4 separate regions of the Mus musculus genome follow, and regions 2, 3 and 4 are each linked to region 1. Evidence: chromatin contacts called from public HiChIP or PLAC-seq and promoter capture Hi-C data. All regions are on one chromosome and are shown on one strand. Each heading gives the region's core, a stretch centred on a gene start, on an enhancer-like site or on the middle of the called end of the contact. The rest is flanking DNA. Distances are from core to core; before and after follow the strand shown. Region 1 holds the start of Med23 (mediator complex subunit 23). Region 2 overlaps Akap7 (A kinase (PRKA) anchor protein 7). Region 3 overlaps Akap7 (A kinase (PRKA) anchor protein 7). Region 4 overlaps Akap7 (A kinase (PRKA) anchor protein 7).

What was found. Promoter capture Hi-C pulls out the DNA fragments that hold promoters and counts their contacts. HiChIP or PLAC-seq counts read pairs in DNA pulled down with a chosen protein or histone mark.
Region 2: an H3K4me3 HiChIP or PLAC-seq map of bone marrow-derived macrophages shows a contact between it and region 1, with 3 times the contacts expected there. The contact joins the enhancer-like site here to the promoter of Med23 in region 1. A contact is called at or near these places in 4 of 39 promoter capture datasets (the HPC-7 cell line, cranial neural crest, embryonic stem cells and 1 more), 5 of 115 datasets of contacts at active chromatin or transcription factors (bone marrow-derived macrophages, craniofacial prominence, embryonic limb bud and 2 more) and 2 of 9 other capture datasets (adipose tissue and liver).
Region 3: a contact with region 1 is called in a promoter capture Hi-C map of embryonic stem cells, with 2.1 times the contacts expected there. The contact joins the enhancer-like site here to the promoter of Med23 in region 1. A contact is called at or near these places in 4 of 39 promoter capture datasets (embryonic stem cells, liver, macrophages and 1 more), 2 of 484 Hi-C or Micro-C datasets (bone marrow-derived macrophages and uterus), 10 of 115 datasets of contacts at active chromatin or transcription factors (the SCID.adh cell line, bone marrow-derived macrophages, embryonic forebrain and 7 more) and 4 of 9 other capture datasets (adipose tissue, embryonic stem cells, liver and 1 more).
Region 4: a contact with region 1 is called in an H3K4me3 HiChIP or PLAC-seq map of the SCID.adh cell line, with 9 read pairs. The contact joins the enhancer-like site here to the promoter of Med23 in region 1. A contact is called at or near these places in 4 of 39 promoter capture datasets (fetal liver, liver, macrophages and 1 more), 4 of 115 datasets of contacts at active chromatin or transcription factors (the SCID.adh cell line, bone marrow-derived macrophages, embryonic limb bud and 1 more) and 1 of 9 other capture datasets (adipose tissue).

The regions. Positions count from the first base shown.
Region 1 is chr10:24,867,072-24,872,426 of GRCm38.p6, reverse strand. It overlaps Med23 (mediator complex subunit 23), which reads right to left and starts at 2,441. Exons shown (of 30, transcript NM_001166416.1): 1 at 2,281-2,441; 2 at 1,942-1,973; 3 at 1,676-1,763. The coding sequence starts at 2,328.
Region 2 is chr10:25,277,203-25,282,557 of GRCm38.p6, reverse strand. All of the region lies in intron 3 of Akap7 (A kinase (PRKA) anchor protein 7), which reads left to right. Among named protein-coding and RNA genes, the nearest start is that of Gm25016, 14 kb to the right of the region's middle. Within about 2 kb of position 2,932, at least 33 of the 459 cell types and tissues checked have an H3K27ac peak or open chromatin away from gene starts, as enhancers often do. A contact at or near this core is called in adipose tissue and bone marrow-derived macrophages, where this site is marked.
Region 3 is chr10:25,188,874-25,194,228 of GRCm38.p6, reverse strand. All of the region lies in intron 7 of Akap7 (A kinase (PRKA) anchor protein 7), which reads left to right. Among named protein-coding and RNA genes, the nearest start is that of Gm36313, 37 kb to the right of the region's middle. Within about 2 kb of position 2,863, at least 17 of the 459 cell types and tissues checked have an H3K27ac peak or open chromatin away from gene starts, as enhancers often do. A contact at or near this core is called in embryonic stem cells, where this site is marked.
Region 4 is chr10:25,168,663-25,174,017 of GRCm38.p6, reverse strand. It overlaps Akap7 (A kinase (PRKA) anchor protein 7), which reads left to right. Exons shown (of 8, transcript NM_001379238.1): 8 at 2,770-4,928. The coding sequence ends at 2,966. Among named protein-coding and RNA genes, the nearest start is that of Gm36313, 17 kb to the right of the region's middle. Within about 2 kb of position 2,512, at least 6 of the 459 cell types and tissues checked have an H3K27ac peak or open chromatin away from gene starts, as enhancers often do. A contact at or near this core is called in the SCID.adh cell line, where this site is marked.

The sequences.
Region 1 (5,355 bases), core at 1,192-3,691:
TTACTGTAACACTACTTAAAAGTAGTGGGCCGGCCGGGCAGTGGTGGCACACGCCTTTAATCCCAGCACTTGGGAGGCAGAGACAGGCAGATTTCTGACTTTAAGGCCAGCCTGGTCTATAAAGTGAGTTCCAGGACAGCCAGGGCTATACAGAGAAAGCCTGTCTCGAAAAAAAAAAAAAAAAGTAGTGGGCCGGCGGTGGTGACGCACACCTTTTATTCCAGCTCTTGAGAGGCAGAGGCAGGCGGATTTCTGAGTTTGAGGCCAGCCTGTTCAACAAAGTTCCAGGACAGCCAGGGCTATATAGAGAAACCCTGTCTTGAACACACACACACACACACACACACACACTCACACCCAAAGTAAGTAAAAAGTGAAGAGAAACATCTAGCTAAGCATGGTGGTCTATCCTATGACACCAGGAAGCAGAGGAAGGCAGACTAAAAGTTCAAGTCTAACCTGGGCTACATAACAAAACTCTATCTGGAAAAAAAGAAAGAAAAATTTGAAAGCAAGAAGGTAGTTAATAAATATAGGTGGTAAGGACACATAACAATATGCTACACCGCTATAAGAAGTAAGAAAGAAACTGTAACTCAAAAAATTCCTTGAAATACCTTTAGAACTTATTATTAATGGTGAGAAGTACAGAGCTAACTGCTGACCAATACCTATGGTATATGGTGATTCTATAAAAATAATTCTGAGCCGGGCGGTGGTGGCGCACGCCTTTAATCCCAGCACTTGGGAGGCAGAGGCAGGTGGATTTCTGAGTTCGAGGCCAGCGTGGTCTCGAACTCAAAAAGCAGAAAATAATAATAGTAATAATAATTGTGAGCCTGAGGATGTAGTTCAGAGACGACTGTGTGCCTAGCATGTGGACACATGTTCACATGTTCGGAGACCAGTGTGTGAGGCCCTGTGTTCACCCCCCACACCCCAGCACTGTTTAAAGAGAAAAGAACGAAGATGGCTTTATAATCCTAGAACTCAGGACACAGAGAGACAGTCTTATAGCTAAACAGTTCTGGGAACACAAACTAGGATGCTGGCTTCAGACAGGAAGGGCAGGTGGCTGAGCTAGATCAGGAAGACGGCCAGCGTGTGGAGCTTGGTCACGCTTGCCTTATATATTTCAGGTTCACGTCAAAGCATGACCTGTTGAAAATAGAAAGTTTAAAACATGAACATATTGCCTTTAGGATCCATAACTGGGTGGCAAATTTTATACTAGCTCACAGGCACAGAAAGCCCAGCGGCTCACTTCTCTGTCTACAGTGCATCATGAGAAATACTACTCTAGTGGGGACTCTATCACAGTGTCTTTATGAGGACATATTTATAAATACTGGGCCATTTTTTGAATAGTGACATTTTTCTTTTACGAGAAAAGTTTAGCATATCTGTTTCCATTCAAAGCCAATTTATACAAAGAGGATAAAAACTACCTTACATAATATAACATAGAAGGAAATTTTTAAAACATTTCCCACTGCAATCTTATTACCTTGAACTTTTAACACAGGTTCTCCAGTAAGTACATTTACATAAAATGACAGCAGTCTTATTTTTCCCTTTCCTAAACGATCTTAAGAAAAAGATCAAAGAAGATGTAAAAAGTAAAAAGGAAGGCGTCAAACGTCATTAAGTGGATGTTCAACATGAAATGTCTCACCTGAGAAAGTCCACTCCAAAACTGCCGGAAGGCCGCCAAGCAGCTAATTAGTTTTGTTTTTTCATCCTCGGGGGTATCCATAAACATTCTGAAAAAACAAAAATCACATTATCTGCTGCTAGTTTTAAACAGGTACACATCCTGCAAGGTAGATTTTTTTTAACTCCTCAAAACCAACTTAAGTGGAATCTAACAAAGATAAATCTACAAACAACAATTAAAAAAACACACACACACACACAAAGATCTGCCTGCCACATACTCACCCTGGGAAGGCCTCTTCTATAATTTCTGTTTTCTGCAAACAAACAAAAACTAGTAAACGATCTGACTACTAAAAGGGGGCGGGGTGGGAGATGTCCCCGAGAGAAATATTCCCGGGCAATACAGATAGAGCACGACACTTTTATGGGGACCGCGGCGGGAACTAACAGCACTTTCTTAGATCTGGCAGCAGTCCGGGGATGGGGGGACCGCCACCCCGGTTCAGACGCCTATGTCAACATAGGGGCGGGAAAGGAGCTGGCCCAGGCCCGCAGCCTGGAGCCGCACGCAGCCTGCACTTCCCGGAGCCATGGCTCTGGCTTACGGACAGTGGCACTCACCACCACCTCCTCGAAAATGCTCTGCAGTTGCGTCTCCATCGGTACCATCGAGCCCCGGGCTCCCGGGGAACCCGGCGACAGACGGGTGAGAGCCAGGGTCGGGAAAGAATGGAGCGGAGGGGCGGAGCCACCAGCAGGAAGCCGCCGCTCTCTCTTGCTCTGTTACTTCCTTCGGTGCCAGGCGAATGAGCCCGCCCGGTGCTTACCCGTTACCAGCCCCTCTGAAATCTGTATCTCAGCCTGTTGGTTCCGCTCGTAGAGGTGACCCCGTAAGCTGACAGCGCTGCTTGATCCCGGGCAAGGCCACCCTCTCCTGGCTGGAGCCGGAACTGCGACCTGTTTGGAGTTTCATTTGCAGATCCGAATCACAAGGGCTGTGGCCAGAACCAAGTGGGTGACTGTCAAGAGCTGACCTCGTGAAGCAGTTGATACCACGTTATTCTTGCCCAATAGGACCCATGTCTTCACTATGGTACCCTCAGTTGCTAGCACAGTGATGGGCGTGTCGTCATCGTTTATTGAATGTTGAAAAAAAAAAAAAGAATAAACCCTTTATTGTTAATTCGCAAATAAGTGGCGGTACTAAGTACATCATTTTAAAACAATTTTCCCATCATCCTGGTAAATTTCTGAAAACTTTTTTTTTTATTGTCTTAGTATGAAGAAATTTTTGTCTATCCAAAGGCTATTCGTCAATGTTTTCTTCCAGAAACTTTGTTCTAGCTTTGGTATTTAAGTCCATATTTTTTTAATTGGTTTTCATGACTGGAGATAAGTTCTCACAGGACTTTTCCCTCTTTGGGGAGATGTAAATAAATGTTTATAAACCCTAAATAGAGGACATTGACAGATTAAAGAAAGGATCTTGCCGGGCGGTGATGGTGCACGCCTTTAATCCCAGCACTTGGGAGGCAGAGGCAGGTGGATTTCTGAGTTCAAGGCCAGCCTGGTCTACAAAGTGAGTTCCAGGACAGCCAAGGCTACACAGAGTAACCCTGCCTCAAAAAAAAAAAAATCTCATTCAAATCCAGCTTGGTAAAACAATGAGCTTATTATAGTTTCTTATAGAAGCACGTGACTCGGGTACCCTCATTACTAGGAACTCCTACCTCAAGCATAGATGACTTACAAAAAGGCATACCAGTGTAGTACCCTCCCAATAAAATATTTAAATTTAACACAATGTTGGAGAATTAGAGGGGCTTCTGGGGAATCGTGTAAGGACCATCTTGAGTTTCCATGGCGTCTTCATTTTATTTTATAGTTTTGAGACAGGGTATTTTGTATCCCAAGTTGACCATGAACTTACTATGTAGCAGAGTGACCTTGAATATTTGATCCTTCTATTTCTCATGGCGAGAGATGGGACGCCCCTGAGACTATCTGCCAGGAAGAAGTGTTGGGTTAGGTTTCAGATTGGACCTGGGGTTAGGGTTAGGTGTGCTAGGGTTTGGGTTAGGATTGAACTCAGGGCTTCCTGCTTGCTAGACAAACAGTTTACCAGTAAAGACACATTCCCACTCCCATCTCTCATGTGGGTTTCAGGCAACTGAAGCTGCTCTGCTCTAACAGTGAAGCAGGCACTGCTTCCTGAGAGCTTATGGGCAAGAAGCTGGTGATTTTCCAGTCATAGTCTGGCAGAAACTTAGCTTCCCAACAAATGTAAATGATATCCAATCACTGTATATAGCATTGTTTACTGTACCATAGCTACTGAGATGAACTGTTTAATTTTCTAGTTGAAGAGTAGCCTGAAAGACTTAACATTCAGTGTTCTGTTTGCTGTGGACATGATATGAAAGACTGTGTAGTTTAAATAATAGAGATTTATGTTGATGTTGATACAAATCTGGAGGACAGACAGTCTCCCTGGCTGGTAGATGGACATCTTCAGCTTTCTTGTTGTCTTTCCTTTTTGTGGCTGAGGTTGCTATTGTTCCTCCATATTCTCCTCCTTTTTTTTCCTCTTCCCATGTCTTCTGGTCTGTGATAAGGTCTTATGTGCTCCTAGGCTTGTCTTGAGCTCATTTTGTCAAACTGCCTTCTAAATATGTAGGCTTACACTTATAGACTTGTAGTAATGTCAGCCTTTAGTCAGAGAAGATACCAATATCCTGGTGTATACTTGCTAACTAGCCCTGAGGTCCCACCCCATACTGAGTAGCTATATTCTTGAATAAACAGGTTAAATGATGTTCGGGTCCCACCCTTTACTGAATAGGCAAATCCTGGCATAGATAGGCTAAATGATCTTCAGGTCCTACTCCTTACTGGGTAGATATAAGTAGTGGTTTGGGGGGACGGAAAACTCTTTCATTTTTGAAGATATGGAGTTGTCTATGCTCTAGTGCAGGGGTTCTCAACCTGTAGGTTGAGACCCCAACAGGGGTAACAAATCAGATATCCTATATATCAGATATTTATAGTCTATAACAGTATCAAAATTACAGTTATAAAGTAGTAACAAAATAATTCTATAGTTGGGGTCACCACAAAGAGAACTGCATTGAAGGGTTGCAGTTTTGGGAAGGTTGAGAACCACTACTATAGTTGGTTGCACTATATCTGTGTGTGTATAAGCAGCCCTAGCTAGACCTAGTGGGTTGTAAACAAAATAAGGCATGAAGCTGGGAGGAGGGCATGCTGAGGCAATACGAGGAGAATTGGAGCAGCAAACGGGGATAAATCGGATCATACTTCATTGTATACATCTATAAAATTCTCAATAAATTCACAGATAAATTTTTACATTTGTTTACATATGTATGTGCAAGTGCCACGGTGTGAGTGTCAAGGTCAGGGGTCAACTGTGAGGTCAGGGGGCAACTGTGGGTTCCAGGGATTGAGTTCAGGTCACCAGCATTTGCCTGAACCCCTGAGCCATCTCCTTGGCCCTGTTTAAAAGAAACCCCAACTCTACTTCATACTTTGTTTTTTCTGGAAAATATTTTCTGGGTTAAACCCAAGGATCCAGTTTTTTCTCAGTGGAGATTTACTGAAGGATTCAGGGCAATATTCAAGTTGATAAGTCTTCATCCCTGGCACCACGGATATTTGTGCACAATCACTCTGTCA
Region 2 (5,355 bases), core at 1,683-4,182, 410 kb before region 1:
AAAATAATTTTATGGTAGGGGATAACATGAGGAACTGTATTAAAGGGTCACAGTTTTAGGAAGGCCAATCGTTAGTTACTGAGGATCCAACCCAGGGCCATGGATTTACCAGCAACTGCTCAACCACAAAGGTACCCCCCCCCCCGTCCTGCTTATAATCTTTAGTTACATACATACATACATACATACATGCATACATACACATGCATACATACATGCATACATACATACATACATGCATACATACATACCATGTTTTGTTGGCTCAGTCTAGGAAATACCCTGTTTTTGAGTCAGGGTCTAGCTAGAGAGAAGACACAATAAGAAGAAAAAAAAATGACTACAGATTCCCATTCTGGTCTCCCTAGCAATAAGGTTGTCCTTGGAAATGTTTAAGTGATACACAGCTTAGAGTATGAGCAAGATGCTCATACCATCTGTAAATGCTCGTCCATCGTCTGGATTGTTTTTCTCTTGCTTTAGGACTATGTGCACATGGACATTAGGCAGGAGCAGGATGAGAACTTCTGCCCCGTTAGTGGGCAGCTGCATGTCAGCTGGGCCCTGAGGAGATCAAATGGTAGGCAGCTGGAACAATTTCCCTGAGGACATGTGACTGTGACCTCTGCCTAGAAGAGAGGCCGGGTTTTGGTTTGTCTCTTTGTTTTGATTTGTTGCTTAGACTGAAGTCTCGATGTGTTTCGCTGTGAGGGTGATTGTGTCCCTTCCTCCCTCACTGCCTCAACTATGTCACTTCTAAAGCTGTGTAGTTGTAAAATAAAAGATCTTCCCTAACAGAGGAGGGCCGGTCTTTGCAAGGGGATATGAGTAGCTTGCACACCCCTGCTTGCACCTCCAAGCTAGCTCTTAGCGTGACTGATCTGCACTTCTGGGTTTAACTGGGTGGGTCATTTTATTGATTGATTGTACTTGTGACTGGCCCTAGAGGGCCTGATATGTATTAGCACATGCTCTAACCCTAAACTGCATTCCCCCGGATTCTTCTTACTTTTCGATTGAGAGAGGGCCAGTTGCCTAAGCTCAGCAGGCAATTGGGTTTAGAGTTCTCCCGTCATACTCTTTGCTTTGCTTCCATCTTAGGGTATCTGTCTTCTTGCTGTCTTTCAGTGAGGCTGTAGGGGCATGTGATGGGATGCAGTACATGAAGATGGGGACCACTGGAATAAGGCTGCCAAGCTCTTTTGATCCTCATTAGGATTTGGTCCACAGGGGATTTGGGAGGAAGGATGCTGGAGTCCTGTATGGCTCAGAGCTCACAGACCGGGTAACCTGTCACTACCTTACAAGCTCTACTGGTGACTAGATTATTAGAGTTTTAGCTCCTTCAGGGGACAACACTAACCTCGAGTGCTCGTTTTCCTGTCCCCATGCTGAACACACCAGCCTCCTGCTTGCTTCTGGCTTTCCCCGTTGACATCAGGGTAGAGCTGTACTCCTGATTCAGTTCTTCAAAGACCTTGCTGTTCTGTTCTTCTCCATGTCCGTCCTTCCTGTCTGAGCCTCTCTTGACCAGGTCACCTCCCTATTCTCATTCAATCCCTCAGTTAAAGGTCTTTATAGACTCTGCTTGTCACTTGTCACTCGTGCAGTTTGTTTCCCTTACAGTGTGTTTGTTGGCGTTCCCCATGTCTAGACTGGTGCTCTCCGGGAGTAGGTATATGCGTTTGCATACGCAGACCCGGTCCCCACTGTCATTTCAGGGATTCACCGTACCAAGCCCTAATCAGAACTCCTTTTTCTTTAAGCATGGCACTGAGGGTTGAATCTAGTCCTCACATTATGATAATTAAATGTTTCAGTCCCAGCTCCCAAAGTCTTAAAAATAAATAAATACAAATGCTTATTTCATAATGTAATGTCATTAGTAAATTATTTCAGATGGGGTTAGGTGGTTTATAGCTGTGGGAAATGCAGCTTAATTTAATCATGCTATCTTGGGAGACTTTTAGGGAGCAGTAAGTTTTTCAGACTTACACAGGCGGATGGGGAGAAAAATGTGAGCACTGGCTAGGAATAGGACTTTATGTATCAGATCTTTTGCTAGGCTCCTTTTCTGTTTGTTTTAAAGTATCTAATTAACGTTCATTTTTCTTTTTAAACTGCTTCTGAGGCTGGGTAGGAAGGCCTGGGAAAGGCGGCCCGTTTGCCACATTGTTTCAATGGAAGAATGCATTCCAAGTTCTAGTTTAGTGACCTGCAAAGAGAATCTTGGAAGCCAGGACATTCACAAAGAGTTGCTCCACTTTTGGCCTCAGCTTCTTGGCACTCAGTGTTAAAGAAAAAAAAAAGAAAGCATTCAGAATTATAAGGCTCTTCGGTTTTAAACATGTTTTTAGTAGTTTGGAATTCTTTATTACGGAAATTTTTCATTTCATGTTTTTAAGAAATTATATTGGAAATTAGATTAGAAAATAAATTAGAATTGCAGCAAGTTAATGCCCCAACCCATAGCACAGGAGTGTGTGTTTTGCAGTTAACGTGTAATTTCATATTAATTTAAAAGAAGAAAAAAGTATAGCAAGGCTTGTTCTCATGGATACGACTGTGTAATTATTTATCTGGCTGTTGCCCACGCGTGGTTTTATGAGTTTTCATATGAGAAGTAATCTACTTGTTGGTTGTCTCCCTAACAAAGCATCTGAGATTGACTCTTGCTGTCTGTCCGTGTCTGGCTTGTTGGTTGTCTCCCTAACAAAGCATCTGAGATTGACTCTTGCTGTCTGTCCTTCGAGGCCCAAAATCCTCTTCATGCATGGAGCCTGTGGTGGAGCAAAACTGCTTTCCTCCTGGCAAAAGAAAGAGGATTGAACCAGGATACAGAAATCCCTTCAAGGCTACTCCCCCAGGGATCCAATGACAGCTCACTAGGTGCTCAAAGAGTCACTGCTCCAAAGCTCCACCCTGGGCACTAAGCCATTAACATAGGGACCTAGGGGGCATTCATGAACGCATCAGCACTGAAAGACTGGAAAGGACCTGCCAGAAGCAGCTGAAATGGGGAGGGAACTAATTTTTAAATAAGTTCTTTTTGTATGCTAAATTTGTATGCAAATTTCCTTCAGGCCGGTTAGAAGCGTTTGCTGCTGTAGTTCTTCATTTTGTAATGTGGAAGTTGCTACTCTTCATACAAGTATGGAGGACTAGTGAATTCAGCCCTAAAATAGAAAAGTATTTCAAGTCTTCCTTATATTAAACACTTGGTAAAGAACACTTTGGTTTGTGGCTTTTTTTTTCTTTTATTCCAGTATTGCTATTTTATTAGTTTTTCAAATAATTTTCATGGTTGTTTTCAGTCAAGAAAAATGAGAGTATTTAATATTCTCTCTCTCCTCTGTGTGCATGTGTATGAGTATTTTGCGTGTATGTATGTGTACCATATGAATATCCAGAGTTCTCAGAGGACAGAAGACGGCCTCAGGTACCATCAGACTAGGGTTGCTGGTGGCTGTGAGCTGTCATTTGGGTTCTGGGATTCTGATTCATGTCCTCTGGAGGAGCAACCAGTCCCCCTACCTCTGAGTCACCTCTCCAGCCTCCAAGAGTGTTTAGCTACAAAGTTTGGTGGCAGGCATGCCACATGGACTTTTCTTCCTTGTCTTAGAAATCAAACCTAGGTCATGTGTGCTAGACAAGTACACTACCAGTGGGCTACACCCTAACTCCTGGATAGCATACTAATAGAATTCTAGTAACTCTTAAAGGGGCAGCAGATTTAGCAATGATACAATGTTACAAAGTGAGGTCAAAGACATTCTTTTCCTGTGTACTAGAATATAACTTATGTCTTTCATGGAGAGGCATGCTAATTTATACCATTAAAAAAACTTATACATGCATTGAGTCAATTAGAACGAACCCACACACCTATGGTCACTTGATCTTTGACAAAGGAGCTAAAACCATCCAGTGGAAAAGAGAGCATTTTCAACAAATGGTGATAGCTCAACTGGTGGTTATCATGTAGAAGAATGTGAATTGATTCCTTCTTATCTCCTTGTACAAAGCTCAAGTCTAAGTGGATCAAGGAACTCCACATAAAACCAGAGACACTGAAACTTATAAAGGAGAAAGTGGGGAAAAGCCTCGAAGATATGGGCACAGGGGAAAAATTCCTGAACAGAACACCAATGGCTTGTGCTGTAAGATCAAGAATTGACAAATGGGCCAGGCATGGTGGCACACGCCTTTAATCCCAGCACTCGGGAGGCAGAGCAGACAGATTTCTAAATTCAAGGCCAGCCTGGTCTACAGAGTGTGTTCCAGGACAGCCAGGGCTACACAGAGAAACCCTGTCTCGAAAAACCAAAAAAAAAAAAAAAAAAAAAAAAATATATTGACAAATGGGACCTCATAAAATTGCAAAGCTTCTGTAAGGCAAAGGACACTGTCAATAAGACAAAATGGGAACCAACAGATTGGGAAAAGATCTTTACCAATCCTAAATCCGATAGGGGACTAATATCCAATATATATCTAAAGAACTCAAGAAGTTGGACTCCAGAAAACCAAATAACCCTATTAAAAATGGGTACAGAGCTAAACAAAGAATTTTCAACTGAGGACTACTGAATGGCTGAGAAGCACCTAAAAAAATGTTCAACATCCTTAATCATCAGGGAAATGCAAATCAAAACAACCCTGAGATTCCATCTCACACCAGTCAGAATGGCTAAGATCAAAAACTCAGGTGACAACAGATGCTGGTGAGGATGTGGAGAAAGAGGAACACTTCTCCATTGTTGGCAAGATTGCAAGCTGGTACAACCACTCTGGAAATCAGTCCGTCGGTTCCTCAGAAAATGGGACATAGTACTATCTGAAGACTCAGCTATACCACTCCTGGACATACATACCCAGAAGATGCTCTAACATGTAATAAGGACACATGCTCCACTATGTTCATAGTAGCCTTATTTATAGTAACCAGAAGCTGGAAAGAACCCAGATGTCCCTCAACAGAGGAATGGATACAGAAAATGTGGTACATTTGCACAATGGAGTACTACTCAGCTATTAAAAACAATGAATTCATGAAATTCTTAGAAAAATGGATGGATTTGGAGGATATCATCTTGAGTAAAGTAACCCAATCACAAAAGAACACACGTGATATGCACTCACTGATAAGTGGATATTAGCCCAGAAGCTCAGAGTCCTTCTTAGAAGGGGGAACAAAATACCCATGAAGGGAGCTACAGAGACAAAGTTCGGAGCAGAGACTGAAGGAAGGACCATTCAGAGACTGCCCCACCTGGGGATCCATCCTATATACAACCACCAAACCCAGACACTATTTCAGGTACCAATAAGAGCTTGTGGACAGGAGACTGATAT
Region 3 (5,355 bases), core at 1,614-4,113, 320 kb before region 1:
AATCAGAGAAAGATCTGACAGAATGAGTCAGAGATAGGTTACATCCAACTCTCATAGGAAAGAGAGTTTACTTAAGAGCAGAGAGAGAAAAAGAGGGAGGGACAGAGAGAGAGAGAGAGAGAGAGAGAGAGAGAGAGAGAGAGAGAGAGAGAGGAAAAGAGAGGAGAAGAGAGAAGAGAAGAGAAGAGAAGAGAAGAGAAGAGAAGAGAAGAGAAGAGAGAGTGTGTGTGGAGGGATGAAATTTGCAGAAAGAACAAGCTAGACACAGGTGAAGACAGAATGAGCCATAGAATGAGAAGGAGTCAGAAGATTAGAGCGAAAGTCAGTATGAGGTCAAGCAGAGCATTTCAATCAGAACTGAGAGAAGCCAGATTGAATCAGGCAGCTTGGAAGATTAGATTGTGCAGAGGCAGGAAGCTCCCAGGTGTAGGCCCAGGGATAGTTAGAGCAGAGAAGGAAGCTCCTGGTGTTTCTGAGGTGGGTATTTGCAGAGTTTAGGTATGGCTCTTGTCGCATTCCATCATCTGAGGAAATAAAAGCAAAATTTACACGACATCCCGTTCTCCAGCAGTGTGCTGTGACCTAATATCCTCAGAAGAATTTCAGGTATTAGTTTAAATCTTGTAAAATCCTTTGAAGATGTGCGATAAACAATTTCCCATAGATCTGTTTAATTTTTGTCCATTTTACCCAAAGCAAAGAGACTTTAAAAAGACATAGTGACCCAGTTTGGAATTTTGGTTTTGGAATTTACTGTTTAATTTTTACACTCCATACCCCAATCTTAAATAGTATCTACCTGGCATAAAAATTAAATGTTAATCAAGATTTAGCTAATATTTATAATGCACTTGCCTGCTAGCCACTCTTCTTTGATATACTTGGTAGATATGATTTCTCTACAATAAATAAAGACTATGTTAATTGCACATAGTATTAATTTGACACAGTGATGTTTTATTTTTAGCTTACCATAGAAGGGGATTAGCACTTAGAATTTCAGCTCAACAGAGTGTCCTTCTTTTAGAAAATTCTCTACCTGTGTTCTTGAGGTCATGTCTATCACAATATCTTGCTTCCTGCCCTGGGAGAAATGTGTGGCTCACACATTGTCACACATTAGTCTTCTTAAGGTCCAACAGAGGGCCATTCTACAAATGAAGCCAGCACAGATAATAGAAGAGCCAGGGGAGGGAGAAAGGCCATCCCATCACTTCAGCCATGTGTAAGAACTTCTCCAGTCCACAAAGCAATACATAGTTGCCTCTCTTTGCTTAACTGTATCTGGGTTAAACTTTTATCACCTGCAACCATAGACTTTGGACATTGTTTTATGGGACTTTCCATGTTTATAGTAGGTGTGGATCGTGGCTTCTGCCAAACTGACTTAAACTATATCTCTGCTTATACATTAACATGTTCTCATTGTTGCAGAGAACTTCCACTCAATGGGCTTATTATGTGCCACACCCCAGTGTATATTCTGATAAGAGATGTACTTCACTACCCCAGTGAAGAACAGCACCTCACTGACTTCTTAGAAATTTCATGCTGTGTTTCATTGCACTGAGATCTGGCCTTTCATAAAAGATGTGTAGAGCAAAGTTTTGTCTTATTTCTGCTAACACTGCTGGGCTCTCCCCATCTAGAAAGCTCTGACGAGGTGTTGAGAGGACCCAGGGATGAGTTACGCATAGCTGTTACTGTTGGAGGTTTCTTTTTAAATTTACATGCGTTTTCAAAGCAGAAGTTTGTTGAATTCCAAGGTGTATTGTCCTCTCAGTAGTACAAGCCAACTCAAAGTTTCTAGCAGGTGATGCCACACCCAGGAGACCACGCTCTTCCATGGTGCCACTAGCTTCCCATGATGCAATACCCTTCCCATGATGCAACACCTTTCCCATGATTCCAAACTCTTCCCATGCCAGGAAGACTGTAGAACCAAGTCAGGAAAGTTCAGTGACAGAATGTTAATTGCCACCTTGGCTGGTATTTGAGCTAAGCTTCTCTCATTGGTGACATTTACAATTTGATATGAGCAAACACAGCTCCTACAATACACATTTTAGGAAATTAAGTGCCCCATGATGAACATTCATAATGTCAGAGTTTAAAGTTAACCGAGCTTAGGACTACTGAAATAAATCTTTCAGTTGGGAAACAGTCATAGACAAAACCTGAAAACAGTGAGTGTAGCTTACATTTAAATGTTGTGTTAACTGGGATGCGAATGCTAATTTTATGGTAAGCCATGTAGAAGATATTTGAAACTTACAATTTCCTACTTCCAAATACTGTTTCCTCAACTTACTAATTTAGTTAAGGATATTTATAAACAAAATATGTATGTATAGAAAAAAATGTAACACCAGGAAAGAAGTGATGTATAAGCAAGATGCTTGGTGGAGAAGGAAATAAGGTTCTCTCCTCCCCACAGAGATGGCATTCCCTGGTGCTGCTGGCAAGGGAGGGAGGGCCCCAGGGAACAGAATAGTCCATGCCCCATAGCATCCACCCTATGCTAATTGTGGTCAGAACTGCTGTTGGCATTTGCCATGGGAATGGCATCAAACTTTAATTGGATGTCTAACATATGTCAGTTAGGGCAAAAATAAAAAAGTCACACTTTCTAAGCATTTTAAATGTACAGCCAACATTAGCTATAAAGTCAGTGTTTGGGAGATTTAGAATGATATAATTTATGATTTCATATAAACTGGCAAATGTATGATTTGTTAATCTGATACTTCATGTCTAACTTTATTGTGGTCAAACTTTACTTAAAGCTCTCTTGGAATGTAACGTGTCCTAAGGGAGGTCAGGATGGGGAGGAAACTGCAGACACACCCTAGGAGGCTGAAGGATTCCAACCATGGGCTGGGTTGATATTTTCTTCATTTACATTTCAAATGCTATCCCAAAAGTCCCCTATACCCTCCCCCCACCCTGCTCCCCAACTCATCCACTCCCGCTTCCTGGCCCTGGCGTTCCCCTGTACTGGGGCATATAATCTTCGCAAGACCAAGATGGCCCACTTGGCCAACTAGGCCATCCTTTGCTACATATGCAACTAGAGACACAAGCTCTGGAGGTACTGGTTAGTTCATATTGTTGTTCCTCCTATAGGGTTGCAGACCCCTTTAGCTCCTTGGGTACTTTCTCTAGCTCCTTCGGGGGGGGGGGGGAGAACTGTGTTCCATCCAATAGATGACTGTGAGCATCCACTCCTATATTTGCCAGGCACTGGCAGATCCTCTCAGGAGACCCCTATATCAGGCTCCTGTCAGCAAAATCTTGTTGGCATCTGCAATAGTGTCTGGGTTTGGTGGTTGTTAATGGGATGGATCCCCAGGTGGGGCAGTCTCTGGATGGTCATTCATTTAGTCTTGCTCCGAACTTGGTATTTTGTTCCTTTGTCTAAGAAGGATTGAAGTATCCACACTTTGGTCTTCCTTCTTCTTGAGTTTTAAACGGACTATTATCAATGGAAACATCCAAGTAGATTTTGTATTAGTAATGTACAATATGTTGTATGCTGGATTTTTTCATATTATTATTATTATATTAATTAATTTATTTACTTTATATCTGGATCATAGCTTCCCCTCTCTCCCCTCCTCCCAGTCCCTCCCCCTCACCTCACTTCCTGCGATCTTTTGGTCCTTCCTTCTCTCACCTCACCTCCCCACCATCCTCCTGACTTCTCTTTCTCCTCAGAAAAGGCTCAGAAAAAGGGAGGCCTCCCATGGATATCGACCCACCTTGACATACCAAGTTGTGGTCAGACTAGGTGCATCTTCTCCTAGTGTGGCTAGGCAAGGCAGCCCAGTTAGGGAAAGGGGGTTAAAAGACAGGTAATGGTCAGATGCAGCTCCTCCTCCTCCTTCTCCTCCTCCTACTGTTAGGAGTACCACTTAAAGACCAAGCTGCACACCTGTACATATTTGTTGAAGGACTAGGTCCATCCCATGCATGCTCTCTATTTGGTGGTTTTGTCTCTGTGGACCCCTACAGCCCAGGTTTGTTGATTCTGTAGGTTTTCTTGTGGTGTCCTTGACCACTCTGGCTTCTTTAATCCTTCCTCCTCCTATTCCATAGGATTCTCCAAGCTCTGACTAATGTTTGGCTGTGGGTCTCTGCATCTGTTTCCATTAGTGGCTGGATCTCAGATGACAGTAATGCTGGCAGCCTTTCTGGAAGTATAGCAGAATAGCCTTAATTGGTGTCAGGGGTTGGCTCTCCCTCATGGGTCTCAAGTTGGGCCAATCATTGGTTGGCCATTTCTTTGATTTCTTCTCCATCTTTATCCATGCACGTCTTGTTGGCAGGAGAAATTGTGAGTCTAAGGTTTTGTGGCTGGGTTGGTGTCCCAGTCCCTCCATTGGAAGTCTTTTCTGGTTACAGGAGATGGCTGTTTCATGTTCCATATCCTTCATTGCTAAGCATCTTAGTTAGGGTCACCGTCATAGATTCATGGGAGTTTTCATTGTCCTAGGTTTCTTGCTCATCCTAGAGATGCCCCACCCCACTGCATCCATTCCAGTTCTCACTCCCTGCATTTTTCCCCTCTGTCTTCTCTGTATGGTAAAAGGCAAAATTTCTAAACTGTTTTGCCACTAAACTTTAAGTAGAGGACCAAAACTTTTTATAACAATGTGTGCTTTTAAATTAATTAATTTATAGTGACTATTGAGTGATATTCAAATTAATACCTTCAGGATCAGCAAACTTGCTTTAAAATTCAGAGTGTAAAGACACAAGTTTGGGCAACTGTTTAGGCACACCATTGTCTACCCTATGTTCTGCTATAAATGTTGGTTATTGAACTCCCTGAGAACCAGCAAGTCCTAGTTATAGCTAGCCAACATGTGCTGCCTGCTGTGCGACTGTCTTTAAAATGGAAGTTGTTTTGAAACTTTAGATTTATTCTACTGTACTTTTTAAACTGGCATATTAAATCTAAGCCAAGCATTCACTGGGATGAAAGTATATATTCACCACTGCATATATGCAACCTACTTAACCTCTAATGGAAAATTAAAATTCTAGACTTTTCATAGAACTTACTATATACGTACAACTACATGAAGTTTGATATTAAAAGGTTATAGATTATTTTATGAGAAAGATTGTTCCTGACATAATGCAGCCATAGTTGTTTTAACTTTGTGTTTTTACCTTTGTACCCTTTGTTTCTGTACTGTTGGAATCACCAATAGCTACACAATTGTGTGAGGGGGAAATAAAAAAATAGCAGATATTAGTTATGGAATAGCAAAGAAAACAGGGAACTACACGGAATTTAATGCAGGAAATTAGTGAAATAGACTGGAGTGATAATGAGTGTGAAGTCAA
Region 4 (5,355 bases), core at 1,263-3,762, 300 kb before region 1:
CATAGTAAACCCTTAGACTCTGTTTCTATACGCATATTGTAAGTAAACACTTAGACTCTATTGTTAGGACACATTTGTGAGTAAGTGACAGAATGACCAAATGGGCACATACACTTGCTCTTCCCGCCGAGCAAAGCAAGAAGAGTTTCATGGAATAGGTAAAATTTTAAAGGGAAGGGAAAGGGTGGGGCCATCTAGTAATAAGGAATGATCTTGACGCTCTAAGGATGTTAGAATTCCAACCAGGAGTGAGACAATAGTGACTGTTTAAGCAAACTCAGGAAGTTCTGAAATGTAAGCTTGCTTTCCTGGTAAGTAGAGGCTGGAAGGGATATTTTAATCTGATTTTTTAAATTAACAAATTGGATGTTTGTTTGGTTTGCTTGTTTGCTTGTTTGTTTCTTGGTTTTTTTTTTTTTTGGAGGGGGTTGTTTGTTTTGTTTTTCTTGAGACAGGGTCTCACTATGTAGCCTTGGCTGGCCTGCAGCTTGGTCTGTAGATCAGGCTGGCCTCAAATTCACGGCGATCTGCCTGCCATCTGCCTCTGCTTTCTAGGTACTGTGATTAAGGTGTGTGCTGCCATGCCCAGTCTGAAAGGGACACTTTAGAGAAGTGACTCTAGAAGGCATTTTGTCAGGTTCCTGTAAGACAGGAGAAATTGTGGAGCACGCATTAATGGTGTTCTGCAGTGACGCAGGCTGATGATGGGCAGGAAAGTGTCAAAGGTAACCATGGTTGCAGTCTGATCGACATGGGTAATGGGAAAGTATGGACAAAACCAGGGTAACCAGAAGGGGACCACCCCTTGTTGGGAAGCTTTTCATTTCAGCCTCTCTTCAGAAAGAGCATCGACCAGCACCTTCCCCCGTAACCCACACTGGCCTTGAACTTGCATCCTGAGTATGGAAATAGAATAGAACCAGAACCCCTGTGTATTGCAAATATCTTCACACAAGGACACTTCATTGACGGAAATAACGAGGCACATGATATTAGAACTGGGAGGGATTTTGGAGAATGAGTTATTAATGAAACTTAAGTTCAACCTTGTTATCTTACCCAGCGAGAAAGACTGGAGTTCTAGAACAGTCCATAAAATTATTGTCTCTGGCCTGGGTATAGAGCCTAGGTAGGAGATTTAGAAAGTTGTTTTAAAAGTCATGTTTTGAAAGGTCTTAAAATAGCATCCCTTCATTTGCATCTCATTTTCTGTTTTAAATTTGAAGAGCCACTGTATAAGCAGTTGCTTGTAATGCATATAGAGATATCATCTATATGGAGGAAATATTGGGATATAAGACTGAGAGCAAATAATTCAAATATTAGGTAACATTTCCATGCATTCTTACTAGGAAAAATCTGAACTTTTGCCTAAAGTTATATTAGTAAAAAAAATTTTTTTCTTGCTTTTCACAGTACCTGTTTAGTAAGGTCTCTGTAATTATCGCTGAGTCAAAGCTTACTCAATTCTGAACATGTTTTCTCGGCACATGTGCTTAAACTTCTGATCATGGTGTTTGCCACATTGCCACATTTGAGGGGGAAGCAGTTGCTAAGGCATCTCTCTAGGTTGGTCTTAACCCACCCCCCCCCCCTTTCATTTGTGATGTTTGTCCCTGGGAAGGAGGGAGTGGCTACCCGAATGTGTACTGCAGACAAATACCAGGGCTCTGAAGGTAGTCAGGGGCCAGGTCTGATCCTGGGCACACCTTTTCCTCTCCTAGCCCTGTTATAGATGAGGCTAGAAAATCACATCTGTGTTCCTGTTCACACCCATGGTATCCTGTCCCAGTCCTGAGCATGCAGGTGGAACACTCACTGTCTTGGTCATCATGAGCCCTTAGTTTGTCCTGCCCCCACCGTGAGCTCATCTTACAGTGAGTGGGCAATTACTCTCTTCTTCACCTCCATCTATCTGCCTTCCAGGCTGCAGGTCAATGGAGGGACTGAGGGTGCTGACTGGACATAGTGCAAGCGCCCTTTTGCCTTTCCTGTGGATAGAGAGGATTTGGAGTGTGTATGGGTGGCATATAGGACTCGGGAGGAGGAGGAGCTTTTATTCCCAGCCGTGCTAACACCTGGGTTATCACCAGCGAGACAGGAAAATGACCCTTTGCTGTGACTTCTCAGAAGTTCCTACCAGTATCTTAACCCTTCCTAGGAGAATTTCCTATCTCTAAAATTACAGTGATAGCAATGAGATTTTAAAATCAGGATGTTAGCCCTGCAGTCCTTTTTAAAACCAGCTGCTACTGGTCGTGATTACTACACCTGTCTTGGTGTGTGAGCGCTGGGAGTTTATCGACAATGATCTCTATGCCAAGCGTTTAAACATGAGTGAGCCTAACCTGTAAGATAACGGGGGCAGTCTTGATTTCCTGATAGCTAGCACTGGAAAGGGAGCAGCAGATGCAGAGCTCCTTGGTGAATTCATGTGCTCGAGACCCTAGGTGTGGGTACAGGCAGCTCCACAGCTGTCATAAGCCTTGGGTGAGAGAGGAGCGCAGAGCTATGTAGAAATGAAAGGCTGCGGCGCTGCCCGCAAGGGTGTGTCGGGCTGCTTTTCAGCGTAGAGTCTGCAGGAATAGACAGGTTCCTGCTTGGACAAATGTCATAGGAAAAAGCAACCCAGTCTTGTTGGAATTATAGATCCCATTTGCCAGAGTGAAGGGCACTTGCTCTTTTAACTAGCTGAACTAGCTGGACCCTGGTGGCCTAGTTGCTATGGCAATACGAGCTCAGTGACCTCTCTTCTCTTGTGGAATGTAGGTGAGAAGGACCGAAGGGAGCCTGAGGATGCTGAACTGGTCAGGCTCAGTAAGAGGCTGGTGGAGAACGCCGTGCTCAAGGCTGTCCAGCAGTACCTAGAAGAGACGCAGAACAAAAAGCAGCCAGGGGAGGGGAACTCCACCAAAGCTGAGGAGGGAGATCGGAATGGTGATGGCAGTGATAACAACCGGAAGTGAGAGCTGAATCCAGTCCGGTCCGATGCCCCTCTGCTAAGTCGTAGACTAACTCGCAATGTGTCTTGTTCAAGCCCTGGAGATCACCTAATACTTCTCTGATTGATGTGATTGATGCGTTCGGTGTTGCTGCGACACAACAGAAAAGAATGGGGTGCTGGGACCAGCAGAAGAAATTAATTTACAGAAGAACAACACTAAGTCGGTGTGCCATCGACCATGCACAAGGGAGAGCGGGCTTTTCGGACCGCCTGCCTGACTCACAAGGCGGAGGGAGGGAGAGGACTTGCCACAGACAGAATACTGCCGTTTACATTGCTTCGATCCTTTGACTACTTTATCGGAGGCCAAAACTTGCACACAGCTATCAAGTGCTAAGTTCAGTTTGTCATTGTTGAAATGACCATTAGTATAGTGAGTCCACAATGTTTCCTGTTTGTCCTCTATGTGTTGTTACCACACGGTGATCTTTATTTACAGTAAATTAAGTTTCGTGTAAAGTATATATTTTTGGTAAAATGCAATCTTTTCTATGAAATGTGGGTGATGTTTTAAAGGTTTTTAAGCCTTATTTTGATAAGTCAATGTGCCATATTTAATGTACTTCATTGATATTTGTACTTTAAATGTATTATATAATTTTTCCCCTTAGGCAAGAAGCCAGTTGGAACCCAAGACTTAATTAATGAAGCTTTGCACCGAGAAAGGATGGAGCTGAAATCCAAAGTGAAACAGATAAAAGAACTTTTGTTAAAGCCTGAGACTCAGGCCAAGATTAGAAAGGAGCTTTTTGAAGGAAGAGTTTTTAATAATGGTAGTCCAACAAGCAATGCTGATTTCAACCTGATTTTGCCATAGCTCTCCACTGTTGTTATGCCTGGTAAAGTGTTTATGAACTCTCAGCCCATTAAATAGCTCTTTGGTGAGTAAACAGAGTGTTCTTACAGTTTCTACAAAGCCCACAAACCAACACTTGGTAAGGAATTAACAACTTCTTGCCAAAGAAAACATATTTTTGCCTTATCATGGTCATCATCACCATTATCACCATCATCACCATCGTCACCATCATCGTCATCACCATAAAGTTGAGTTTTAGAATGTTCGTTTTGGTATCTTTGACTCATTTTATAGAAATAACTTCTTAATTAGCTGTTGTAAGATGTTCCATGGGGTCCTTGCAGATAATATTGCGCATACATATATATATACATGTATGTATGTATGTATGTATGTATGTATGTATATATATATGCACACACACTATGAAAAACACTATGAAAAATCCTTTACAGACAAAAAACAACAAGAAAACAAAAATAAACCATCAACAGTATTCTAAGGGTCACCTGCCTCCTGTTGATGTAAGGGTCACCTGCCTCCTGTTGATGTGGCCCTTGTCACTTCAGAGGAAGCATTGTCCGGGCTTGTCCAGTGTCACAGTCCTTTTGCTGAGCGTTTGAATGCTTATTGCTATCAGTACTTGAATGAACATCAGTAAGTGTAATCATTGTAGTCATGGGTTAAGAATGTTTTATAATATCTATATTATTATTTTTCACTGATAAAAGTACAGTTGCATTTTTTTTTTTAATTTCTTAGTGAAGAATGTTCAGGGCTCTTATTTCCTACTCTATGAAGATAAGCCCAAGGCTGTGTTCTTTACGATTTGAGTAGTTTGCACTGGTTCATTTATAAACGAGCATTCTTGAGGTGTTTCCCCCCATGTGATGTTTCTTTGTAACAGCTCTTTGGGTAGTTACTTTAAAATTGCTGCTACTGGTAGATGATGGGGAAGGAAGTAGTTAGAGATGAAATATGTAATCCTCCCACACACAGTCCAGTTTGCTCGTGTATTCTGGTTATTTTTTCACTGGGTAGCTGATACTACATGAATTCATGATGTATTCCTTTATACGGCCCTACGTTTTCATGCCCTGTAATAAAAGTACTCTTTCCCCTGTTGCTTTTCTTCTTTTCTTTCCTCTGGAAACCATTGGGTTCTGGTTGGTGTTCCAAAGCCATGAGCAGGGACTCTGAGGTTTTAGTGCTGCCTGCCTTTGTGCTAAAGGAAGCATAGCACTTCACCACTTTCAAAGCAGTCAACATCAGACGCAAGTAACCGCAGAACAGAAAACTCAAAGATAACCCAAGTGGCGTCTACAAAATAACTAACCCTGTGTCCAGAGTAGCAAATACAAAGAGAGCAAATTCATCTGCGTGTGCACATCTGCTAGCTGCTGGCTGTAAGCCCCCTCTGAGAAGCTGGCCGTGAACCAGGAACCCCCCCCCCCCCCGAGTGGCTGTCCATGAGCCTTCTGTGACAGGGGCTGTCTACGAACCCCCTCTGAGCAGTGGAGGTCATCACAGCTTTTCTTGGGCAACTTTAAAG